3 separate regions of the Mus musculus genome follow, and all the other regions are linked to region 1. The links are chromatin contacts, called in public Hi-C and Micro-C maps. All regions are on one chromosome and are shown on one strand. The core of a region is the stretch at or near the end of the contact, and the rest is flanking DNA. Distances in the headings are between cores, read along the strand shown.

Region 1 (3,786 bases), core at 674-3,173:
TCCTGAAATGCTTCCCCATGACTACAAAACGTTTTGATATCCTAAGCTCTCAGCCTTTGCCCATCCTGGATGTTCCTACCTTGAGTCCTCCAAACCTTATAAGCACTGAATCACCCCACGAAAAGTTGATCTGCCTCCTGCTAGCTGGTCCCAGTGTGGTCATTCACTCTATGTATTCTTAGGGCTTCTGAACTCCCATTCATTGGCTCTGCTCCCACTGCCCTTATGGACCGCATTGGCAGATGATTCAGAGAGTAAGGAGAACTACAATCATTTCTATTGAATTGTGTGCCTGTTTGGCTTAAAATCTATTCTTACAAAGTGGGTATTGTGCCGTAGCAACATCAGCCCAGGCACATGGCACAGGTTACTATTTTATATATCAGTTTATCTGAATCATTTCACTCAGCACTGTGATTTGGGGGTCTAGCTTCAGCCAGTGGTTTACAAATTCTCCCTTGTGATGCCCTAGGGGCTCCACTTGTTGCCTCTCACCTCTAGTAAGTGAAAGATGCAGATGACAGAGCATCCTCCACAATGGCTCTTGCCCTTCATGTCAACTCATTCCTGTACAGGAAGTGGACTCTGTGCTAGGATCCTGTTCCACTGCCAAAATCCTAGGCTGCTGTAGATCAGAGGCAAGGTTCTTCCCAGCTCAGCAATCAGCTCCTGTGCATGGAAACATGGAAACCAAGGTCACTACTCAATAGCAGCAGGTCCTATGGGGGAGGCATAGGGGGTGGATGTGAGGTCACTGTAGATCCTGTGTGGTGAGAACCATGAGATGGGAGAAAACAGGAACCTTCTTCCTCTAATTGCTGGTCTGCCTCCCAAGTCTGTGATGGTGAGAGAATTTTATTCGGAGCACTTTTCCACGCTGCTTTTCTGGTGACAATGTGACATCCAGATCTGTGAGCTCAGAAGAGGTCAGCACCAGGTTAACACACAAACTTCAGGTGGGGTAGACATGATGGGGCGTTTGTTCTGACTTACCTTGGACTCACCCCTAGCTCATCCTAGGCCTGACTAGTCACAGGCCAAGTCTAGTCAGCATGTCCCAGGTAAGTGTAGTTTGGTTTGCAGAAGAGGATGGCTTCCCCTACAGAGCCAGAATGCCTCACCCAGGAAAGACTAGAGGCAGGCTTGGTGTACAAAAGGCTGGTTTGGTTTGTTGGTTAGACAGGGTGTCATGGTGTTGATACTTTATCCATGTCTGGGTATCTGCTCTTTGCAGGTTAGAAGTGGAAACACCAAGAGCCAATTTTTTTATACACAAGACAGCTAGACTTCCAGTCTGATAATGTGTGCGAGGTTAGCTCTGGAGAGGGTCTAGTACAGTTTTTTCAGGACAGTCCTCACTCACCAAAAGCACATAGAGAGACAGGTTTAGCACCAAGTGGCTGGTCTTGGGAGTAGATGAGCTTGTGTATAAGACACATCTCCAAGGTTGGCAAGGACAGGGCTGGCTGGTTTGGAGGAGCAGTTTTAGAACAGATGGAAAATAAAGCCACAGAGCCAAGGTCTGTGGATTAAGAGAGTAAATCCCAGCATCTTTCTTCTACCCACTCTCCTTCAGACATAGATCATTTAAATTTTACTTATTGGATAATTGGCAATGCATATGGTAAAAACACATTATATATGTGAGTGAAATTGCCAACAAGTAAACAAATAAAAGAATTTCCATAGTGAGGACTGTCACATGCTACAGCTATTTTTATTTCAATTTGCAACAATATATACTGTTTTGTTAGAAACGGTGTGTTAAAATTTTACAGCAGTAGAAAATTGTTGGTGGTGTTATGAGTATCATTTCTATGATCCATGCTGCCAAGACAAAGAGATGCCAAGTGGTGGGACTATTGCCCATGCTCCTGGCCTGAGTCATGGTCAGAAGCATTCAGGCCCACTCCTGTCTCCAGAGCCTTCCGCAGAACAGCAGCTGCATGCCTGCAGAGCTATCTGCTTCTCTGTTAGCAAAGTCCCCCTCCAGGTGTGACTCACCACTTCCCATCAGTCACCTCTCTCTTCTGCCCCTGACCTACGTGTCTTCCTAAGTCCTGATGCCTACCACAGCTTCTCTTTCTCTCTCATGACAGAAAACAAAGATGAGATAAGACCCTGTGCCCCTTTCTTTCTCGATCCACATCTCTCTGACCACAACCATGAAGAACAACCAAATTAACAATGAATCATGCTTTTCAGGATTGAGATTAAAGAAACATTTAAAATTCTATCTTACCTAGTTAAGGGAATAGACAATTTTACATATTCTTTTTATGGAAACATAAATCATGGTATTTTTTAACATTTATTTTATTGTTATTTTTGAGAATTGTATACATGAAATACATTTATAACATTTCCACTCACTCTCCCCTCTCCAACTCTTCTCCTATCCCCTCCTACTCCCTCTCAACTTTCTGACCTGTTCTTTGATTATTATTGTTACAGATAGACAGATAAATAGATGATAGATCCTGCTGAATTCATTTAGTACATATTTATTTAGAGATGACAAATTGGGATTGAATAATGTATCAGGTAGCTTGTCCTTGAGAAATCTGATTCTTTCTCTTTTAGTAGCCATTATTTGCTTGTAGCTCTTCTTCTAGTGGTGAGGCCTTGTGAGAGTTCCCACATTCGTGTTGGTACATCAACTGGCATTTTCATTGTACAGGTCTTCTTTAGGTGACCGTGTTGTTAACATTTTATAAATGTAGCTTAAGACACTACCTCACAGCAGATGTCCTGGTCCTCTGTCTCTTACAATCCTCCACCATGTCCTCTGAGGCTTGGGTGTAGAGGTTGTGTTGTAAATGTATAATAACATTTGGGGGTTAAGATCTCCACAGTTACTTATTCTTTACATTTTGACATGTTGTGGATTTCTGTGATTGTCTCTATCTGTTGTAAAAAAAAGAAACATCTTTGATAAGAGGTTAGAAACACAGTTACCTGTGGAGGTAAGGATAGATATTTAGAATGAAGCCGGGGATTATATTGGTTTAAGATTATGGCAGTGGTAGGGTCTCCTCTGTGGTCCTGACTTCACTGGCCATGCTTAGATGGCTAGGTTTACTGCACCAGGCATCAATTCCCTCAGAGTCGGCCTTAAATCCAATAGGTAGCTGTTGGTGACCCCTAAGATACAAATGCCACTACTGTACCCTTGAGAATATCATGCTTTGCTGTTGTGGTTTGGAGTCTTTCCGGTGGGTAGGTTTGCATTACTTTTTTCCCTTGGCAATTTACATAGCCCCTCAGGTGCTGTGAGAGTTAGTTTTAAGGGGAAGGCTTCCAGGTCAATTTCAGCTTTCTTCCTCCAATTATTATACCCAAAGTGTGTGGTCTCTTCAGCAATACTTACCTTGAGGTTCTGGGAGGCAACAAAGGGCAAAAGCAACAGCCTATATTTTGTGGAGGGGGGGGGAGTGTCCTGGACTCCCTAAATCAAAAACTCAAAGGACATTTTCCCGTGCCTGGCACCTGGGTTTTTGTTAAAAAGTCTATGACTCTTGCGGGAAGCGCTGCCATAGGAAGAAATGCTGCATGATCCCAGATAATGGGGGACCAGGAGGTGATCTTAGAGAAGCAGAGAACAGATGGTCCTTGCTGTGGGCTGGTGTGGGTGGTGTGGCAGGAGTGATAGAGAGAGTTGGTCAAGGAATGTGCAACCAGAGAAGTAACCATCCCATAATGCATAGCTTGTACCTGAAAGCATTGCTCATACGTATGAGATACATATGGTGTTATGTCACTGAAAAGTATTAGAAGATATTTTTT
Region 2 (3,786 bases), core at 954-3,453, 110 kb after region 1:
GCCCTCTGTGCTCCCAGACGCTCATCCCCTGAGCTAAGATGGAACTACACACACACACACACACACAACCTGGGCTGGGACCCTTCAGCTGCTCACCCAACACCAGCATAGGATAAAATGTAGTCCAGTGCCTCCCATTTCATCTGCCCCAGCGAAGTTCCCACACCCCAGCAGTGAGAGAGAAACATGGAACCTCACACATGTAATGTATATACACGGATGCCAGCAGAAACTTCTTATGCATAAAATAACTAAATCTTTTTTTAATTGTAAGGCAATAAATTAGAATAGAGTGTGTGACACGTGTATATAATCTCTGCATTTGGGAAGAGTAGGCTTTTGAGATCCTATTAAAAAATAAAATAAATAAAACAGGAGAAAGGAAATTCTTAAACTAGTAACAGCAGTTTATACACATTAAAAAAATTGAAAGTCCTGGGGACAAATGGACACCCCAAGAATGAGTAAGAAAACAGACACAAGTCCACAGGCAGGTGGATGGCATGGGGAAACCAGAGAAGAACTAGAGTCAAGTTCCAGAAGAAGAAAGCCTTTCCTGGGGAAGAGAGTGACAGTCCTAGAGGAGGTAACAAGGCCACCTGCAGAGGGCTTCTGGTTACTGAAAAGGCACACCCAGCAGGGCAGACCTCCTAACAGTGCAACTCCCTGTGAGCCTGTGGCAGCCATTTTCATTCTAACAACCACAGAAGACAGGATTGCTGATAAGCGATGGGCACTTGAGTGATGTTCTAAGCCCTTCATGGTTGCCTCCCTGCTCTGCCCTCTATGTGCCCACTCTGCTGTGGCCCCAACACTCTCTCCCACTCAGTGGAAAAGGTGACCCCTGAGAAAGAGTGAACAGAGCAGTTCCACCGGAACCTGGGGTGGGGGGGACTCCAAGATGCCCTTCCAAACCTTTGCAAACCTGGGAGGTGAAAGGAGACTTGTGTGAGCCCTCCAGGGAGAGCAGTGAGAACTGAGTCTGTGATTCAGGAAGAAGAGGGGTTTGCTGGAAACCATCGAGTTAACAAAGCCAGGAACACTGCAGAGCCCTGTCCAGAAACCCATACTTACCTCTGAGGAGAGAAGACGGAGTAACTTCAGGCCTTCTCTTGTCTGTGCCGTCAGCAGAGAACCTGCATATACACAACAACAAAAGCAGGAGGAAAAACATCTTTAAAGAAGGACTCAAATTACAGGTTAAAATAGAAACTTAAATTATATGGTGCTTCCAAGAAACAAACGCCAAACAAAATGGTATCGGCCGGTTAAAAATAAATGCTTTTACCGGGCGTGGTGGCGCACGCCTTTAATCCCAGCACTTGGGAGGCAGAGACAGGCGGATTTCTGAGTTCGAGGCCAGCCTGGTCTACAAAGTGAGTTCCAGGACAGCCAAGACCATACAGAGAAACCCTGTCTCGAAAAACCAAAAACCAAACAAACAAACAAACAAGCAAAAAAAAATAAATAAATAAAAAATAAAAAAAAAAAAATAAATGCTTTTTAAAAAAAGGAGAACTGAGATTTATCAGGCCAATAAAGAAGAGCCAAGATAACAAGATACGTTTCAGATTGCACAGAATTCAAGGCATTGCATGGAACAAAGATCTTTCTGCAATGAAGTATAATCGGTTACACCCAATGTAGGTGTAACCGATCTCAAGAGTCCTGCTAGCCATACAACCTGCTCAATCTCCAGGGAGAGAAGCCCACGGATCACTGCGGTTCCTTTGAAAGGATGGTTCGCTCTGGAGTCACTGAAGGTGACAGGCAATGTTCTAAGTAAACCTCACAGGCTTAGCAAAGCACAGACTCAAGTCGGATATGTGAGAAAAGCAGCCTCTGATTGGTGGAAATGAAAGACAGAGTGGAGACCATGAGATCAGCGGCTGGTCCCACTCCTGCAACACGATGGCTCCCTGGTCCTTGCTTTGGTTCATACATTCCCCCAAAAGCTCATGGGCTGTAAACGTAACACCAAGTGCATGTGCCTGTGGTACACAGAGGTGAGGTCTCTGGGAGGGAATCAGGGTTAGACAAGGTCCTGAAATGACCTCTGGGGTAGGGTCAGTGGTTTGGTAAAAAGGAGGTCGGAGTCAGTACAGGTGACCTGAGTTGCCACATGACACTCTCAGCTATGTTATGATACAGAAACGAATCCCTTACCAGATGCTGACTCATGCAAGGCTGTGGTATTCTGTTACAGCCACAGAGAATGGATTAAGTCAATGCGGAGAGGAGAAATATCTGCAAGTGCCTGAGGGAGTAACTGACCTTGGACCTGGAGTGGTGATAAAGAACTGGAATTTCTGACACGTGTGTACATCCGCATCTGTGTGTTTAAAGCCGTCCATCCTTCTTTGCTGCTCTGAGCATCTCCCACTCTGGTCAGGCCCAGCAAGCCCGGCTTGTCTTAACTGCTTTTCTCTCACGGGCATGCTGGCTTCAATTTCTCCTGGACACAAACAAACCAAAGCCCGGTATCCCAGTGCCCTGGAGGGCTGGAATAGAAAGCTGGGGTCTGGCTCTCAGCAGTTGCAGGAGCTTGACCTAGGGCCCACGGCAGAGCTGAGGGTCAATAAACTCGGATGGAAAAACAGTGCAGGTGTTGACACACTGCTTTCCAGCTGACATGGCAGCTGCCATTGACATTCGGAATTTATTTTTCAGCCGTGTCGTTACCTGGCTGCTGGATTTGGCTACATGGCCCCTTCAAAGAGACGCAAGGCTATCTCTCCTTCGCCCGATTTGGCTTTTGTAAAGCACTTTGGTAAGTGGGATTGGATGGGCTCACTTTCCTCTGTCATTCCGAGTACTTTATTCTTTAGATATGAGATTACCGAGCAGTCTGCATAGGATTCACCCGATTGCCGGGCTGGAGAGGTGGCTCAACAGTTAAGAGCACTGGCTGCCCTTCCAGAGGTCCTGAGTTCAATTTCCAGCAACCACATTGTGACTCACAAGGGATCTGATGCCCTCTTCTGGCATGCAGGTGTACAGGCAGCAGAGCAATCACACACATAAAATAAATCATCGTCATCGTCATCATCATCATCCCCAGATTGCAGCGTGAAGCCAAGGTCCAAACAATACTAGGACGACTCTCGGGCACAGAGGTTCCATTCTTCCCGCTGCCCCTCAGCCCCTCTGAGAAAGCGCAGAGCCAGAGCTGAGCAGAGAGTGCCCCAGGCCTCTGCCCCACTCTCAGTGGGAGGGACGCAATCGTAACCAAGCTGCAGTTCTGGAACATTTGCAGACAGTCTTCTATGCTGCCCCTCTCTTGCCTTTTCTGTCCATCTTCCACTTAAATCCAATTGGATTTGAGTCCGTCCACACTCTTATTTTCATTTACAAACATATTTTAAACATATATTCATTTACAGATGCAAATCTGAGACTCTCGGGGTTTATTCTGTGTATACAGGAAGCATCATAAATAAGTGGAAAAAAAATAAGTGTTTTCTGAGATTATAACATATTCATTAGTTACAAGTGCAACCTATTTGCAAAAATCTGGAGCAAAGCACATGCAGTTTGAACTTTTTTTCTTCTTAATGTTGTATTGTATTTTCCTATATTGTTAAATTGTATTTAAAATCATTTCTGACTGCGTGTATGTCAAATAAGGTTGCAGTAAAATATATCCTCTCCCTGCTGGACATTAACTCTTCTGTGGGCTTGTGGGGGCTGGGGATATGGCTTTAGTGGTATAGCATTTACCCAGCATGCTCTGGGTTTCAGCATAGCAATAAAAAAATAAATAAAACCTGCTGTGGCAAACCTCGC
Region 3 (3,786 bases), core at 529-3,028, 65 kb after region 1:
AATGAGATCATCTCACCTTGAGAAGGCAGCAATTACAGTAATGGATACCAGTAAAAGTTTGCATTCTTATTACCAAAGGTCCTTTCAAAGCCTCCTGTCTCTTCCTGGAACACAGACATTTAAAAACCTAAGGGGTGTCTTATTTTCACCATCTATACTGTGGTTAGGTTTGTTCTCTTGAAGTACACATGCTTAGAAGGGTCATGGTAGCAAGAAGGAGTAAAAGGAATTATTTATTCTAGCTAGCCCGTACAAAAGACACAAGATCCCCATGTTTTATTTACAAGCTGTAAGCCTAGACTGGGCAGGTTGTCAGCTACTCTAACTTCCATCCCAGCCATAGGGCCTTTGCTGTGTGAGCCTTACCTGGGTTGCCTTTTGCTCCATCTTTTTTGCCTGAGTGTCCATGTCCTCAGGGGCCACTTTTCCAGTCACATACTCCTGGTCCTCCTCTCATGGCAGCTTTCTCCTCTCTCCATCTCCTTTCTTCTCCCCTGCCCCCATGGTCTCTCTCTCTCTCTCTCTCTCTCTCTCTCTCTCTCTCTCTCTCTCTCTCTCTCTCTCTCTTCCTCCCCCCTCCACTCGATTCTCAGATCCTGTCCTTCTCTGTCTACTGCCCAATCACAGCCTCTAGACTTTTATCAATCAATAGCTTTAAATTTGGGAGCAAAGTTTACATAACAAAGGTCAGTATATGTGAAGATACACTCTTCTGGGGGCAACCAGATCTTAGAGTTCAGAATTTAGTATTTGTATACACACCAGATCAACCCCCAGCAAGAAGGACTAGAATTGAATGGCTCAACTGATGCCTGCTGAAGAGGAAAGTTTGTCTTGCTTTACCACATATTTGATTTTAAGTAATATTTTATATTAAAGAATGCCCTGCACTACAGACAAAATGGTATTTGGATTTTACCAATTATTTACTTACTGAATGTCACTTAAATGAATTAAAATCTTTCTAAAGGAACCACATGTATCCAGACAGCAGTGTGTTAACAGGTATGATGACTGAAACACCATCCTGTCCAATGGGAACCCGGACAGTGATGTAGAGTTAAGGACCAAAGACTGTTCTTTTCATGAACAGTGTCCAGCATAATATTCTGGATTAAGAGGCTGGAGAGATGGTTCATGTTGTATAAACCTGGGGCCTGCATTCAGATCCTTAGCACCTTATAAAGGCCAGGTTCAGTAGCTAAAGAGGTAAGTGATGGGGAAAACAGAGCATCGTCCAGCCAGAGTAGCCAGTTAGTAAGGTATGTGAAAGACTTTGTCTAGCAAAATAAGGGGGACATAATCGAGTAAGAAAGAAAGTTGGAATTGACTTCTGGTCTACACACACACACATACACACACATATACACACACTTATACAGACACAGATACACACATTCTCTTTCATAAATACACAGACACACAGACTCTCTCTCCTTCCCTTCCTCCCTCCCTCCCCGACTCCCTCCCTTCTTTCCTCCCTCCCCCACTCCCTATCTCCTTTCCTCCCTCCTCCCTCCCTCCCTCCCTCCCTCTCCAATTTACTCATTCAGAAACTTTCATTCAACAAATAATTTACTGGGAATCCTTTAGATATCTGATTCTGGTATATTACATAATCAAGCACATACATTTTGGATCTCTTCACCTTGAAAAGCACTTTTATTATCAAGGCACTAACTATTACAATCTTGATTTCTTAGGCAATAACCTCTCCTTTGAGACATCCCAGACTTGAGAACAAAGGCTAGAAAATTCACTGCCCAGCTTAACTTTCCACTCATAGATGGTGAGTCAAAGATGATTCATCAGATAACCATTTCTATTGAACTGTTCTGTCTAGCTGAAAGAAATGGTTCCATTAACAAAATTCTTTCTTCTTTCTTACCACAGAAGTAAAGACTCACTGTGCATTTAGTCAAGATTTTCAATAGGATGAGGACGCATAATTCAATTAGAGGTGGAGTTTGTGGTGGGTCAGGAGTATCGGGGATGCCTGGGGAAAGGACAGTCATACACATGATTGAAGGCATGGAACACATTGACCCAGCGGGAGGATGAGAGGGTGTAGCTTGGACTCAAAAATCTCATTTTCTGGCAAAGAGAATGTTCAACTCTAAAGAGTGGTCACAGAACGAGATCACAGAACACATCCACTTTTGTAAATATCTAATGAGAACTTATCATAGATATAGCAAAAACAAGGACTCCACAGTTAGAGACACCCACTATCTGAAAACTCGACAGGCAAAAGTTAATTTTGATTCATGAGCAGTCTGGAATCCCTTTTATTCTGTGCCTCACCTTCCCTGTTGTGGCCAGCATACAAGGAGGAAGCTGTGACAAATATTTTCCTGCCTTGACATTTAATCCTATTTTGCCTGTTTCTGTCAACTTATTATCTACCTGTGGCCAGTTTGCGCCAAACAGCACAGGAATCCATTATAAACATGCCTCCTCCTCCTCCTCCTCCTCCTCCTCCTCCTCCTCCTCCCCCTCCTCGTCCTCCTCCTCCCCCTCTTGTTCCTTTCCTTCCTCCTCCCTCTTTGATCTGTCTTGAGTCCTCTCCCACTCTCTGCAGTTTAAAATGTAAGCCAAAAAAGCAACCCTGGCCAAGGCTGAGATGAGCAATGCTTGGGCTGAACTTCAAGGAAATGGAAATGTTTATTGCTACCTATGTGTGTCCAGAGACTATAAAATTCTTAATTGAATTATAAAATTCTTCCTCCTCCGGAAAGTCTTCCTGTTATCAACTGTCAACATTCAAGACAAAACAAAAATAATCTTGATCATATTCCACATTATCATTTGGTACTCCATTCATAAATACTGAAAAGGGATAACATATACATTTCAGAATTTCAGACATACTAAGTGATTTTATGGGGAAACAGGAACATTAAGAATGTCACTATTGCTGGATCCTCCGGTAGTACTATGTCCAATTTTCTGAGGAACTGCCAGACTGATTTCCAGAGTGGTTGTACAAGCTTGCAATCCCACCAACAATGGAGGAGTGTTCCCCTTTCTCCACATCCTCGCCAGCATCTGCTGTCACCTGAGTTTTTGATCTTAGCCATTCTGACTGGAGTGAAGTGGAATCTCAGTGTTGTTTTGATTTGCATTTCCCTGATGATTAAGGATGTTGAACATTTTTTCAGGTGCTTCTCTGCCATTTGGTATTCCTCAGGTGAGAATTCTTTGTTCAGCTCTGAGCCCCATTTTTTAATGGGGTTATTTGATTTTCTGGAGTCCACCTTCTTGAGTTCTTTATATATATTGGATATTAGTCCCCTATCCGATTTGGGATAGGTACCTCTCCTGGGCATATATCCAGAAGATGTCCCAACCGGTAAGAAGGACACATGCTCCACTATGTTCATAGCAGCCTTGTTTATAATAGCCAGAAGCTGGAAAGAACCCAGATGCCCCTCAACAGAGGAATGGATACAGAAAATGTGGTACATTTACACAATGGAATACTACTCAGCTATTTAAAAAAATGAATTTATGAAATTCCTAGGCAAATGGATGGACCTGGAGGGTATCATCCTGAGTGAAGTAACCCAATCACAAAGGAACTCGCACAATATGTACTCACTGATAAGTGGATATTAGCCCAGAAACTTAGGATACCCAAGATATAACTTGCCAAACACATGAAATTCAAGAAGAACAAAGACCAAAGTGTGGACACTTTACCCTTTCTTAGAAATGGGAACAAAACACCCATAGAAGGAGTTACAGAGACAAAATTTGGAGCTGTGACAAAAGGATGGACCATCT

The links. Hi-C and Micro-C count contacts between places; a contact is called where the count stands out from the background.
Region 2: a contact with region 1 is called in a Micro-C map of embryonic fibroblasts, with 4 times the contacts expected there. The contact joins two enhancer-like sites. A contact is called at or near these places in 1 of 15 datasets of contacts at CTCF or cohesin (the NIH/3T3 cell line), 14 of 484 Hi-C or Micro-C datasets (the C2C12 cell line, cardiomyocytes, cortical neurons and 8 more) and 4 of 115 datasets of contacts at active chromatin or transcription factors (the NIH/3T3 cell line, embryonic fibroblasts, embryonic stem cells and 1 more).
Region 3: a Hi-C map of the C2C12 cell line shows a contact between it and region 1, with 1.9 times the contacts expected there. The contact joins two enhancer-like sites. A contact is called at or near these places in 1 of 15 datasets of contacts at CTCF or cohesin (the NIH/3T3 cell line), 18 of 484 Hi-C or Micro-C datasets (the C2C12 cell line, the G1E-ER4 cell line, the MC3T3-E1 cell line and 12 more), 3 of 115 datasets of contacts at active chromatin or transcription factors (Th2 cells, embryonic fibroblasts and pancreatic cancer cells) and 1 of 9 other capture datasets (embryonic stem cells).

Annotation. Positions count from the first base shown.
Region 1 is chr2:131,694,593-131,698,378 of GRCm38.p6, forward strand. No RefSeq gene overlaps it. Among named protein-coding and RNA genes, the nearest start is that of Gm30986, 44 kb to the right of the region's middle. Within about 2 kb of position 1,924, at least 26 of the 459 cell types and tissues checked have an H3K27ac peak or open chromatin away from gene starts, as enhancers often do. A contact at or near this core is called in the C2C12 cell line, the NIH/3T3 cell line, embryonic fibroblasts and 4 more, where this site is marked.
Region 2 is chr2:131,804,853-131,808,638 of GRCm38.p6, forward strand. No RefSeq gene overlaps it. Among named protein-coding and RNA genes, the nearest start is that of 5330413P13Rik, 41 kb to the right of the region's middle. Within about 2 kb of position 2,204, at least 34 of the 459 cell types and tissues checked have an H3K27ac peak or open chromatin away from gene starts, as enhancers often do. A contact at or near this core is called in the C2C12 cell line, the NIH/3T3 cell line, embryonic fibroblasts and 2 more, where this site is marked.
Region 3 is chr2:131,759,898-131,763,683 of GRCm38.p6, forward strand. No RefSeq gene overlaps it. Among named protein-coding and RNA genes, the nearest start is that of Gm30986, 21 kb to the left of the region's middle. Within about 2 kb of position 1,779, at least 49 of the 459 cell types and tissues checked have an H3K27ac peak or open chromatin away from gene starts, as enhancers often do. A contact at or near this core is called in the C2C12 cell line, the NIH/3T3 cell line, embryonic fibroblasts and 3 more, where this site is marked.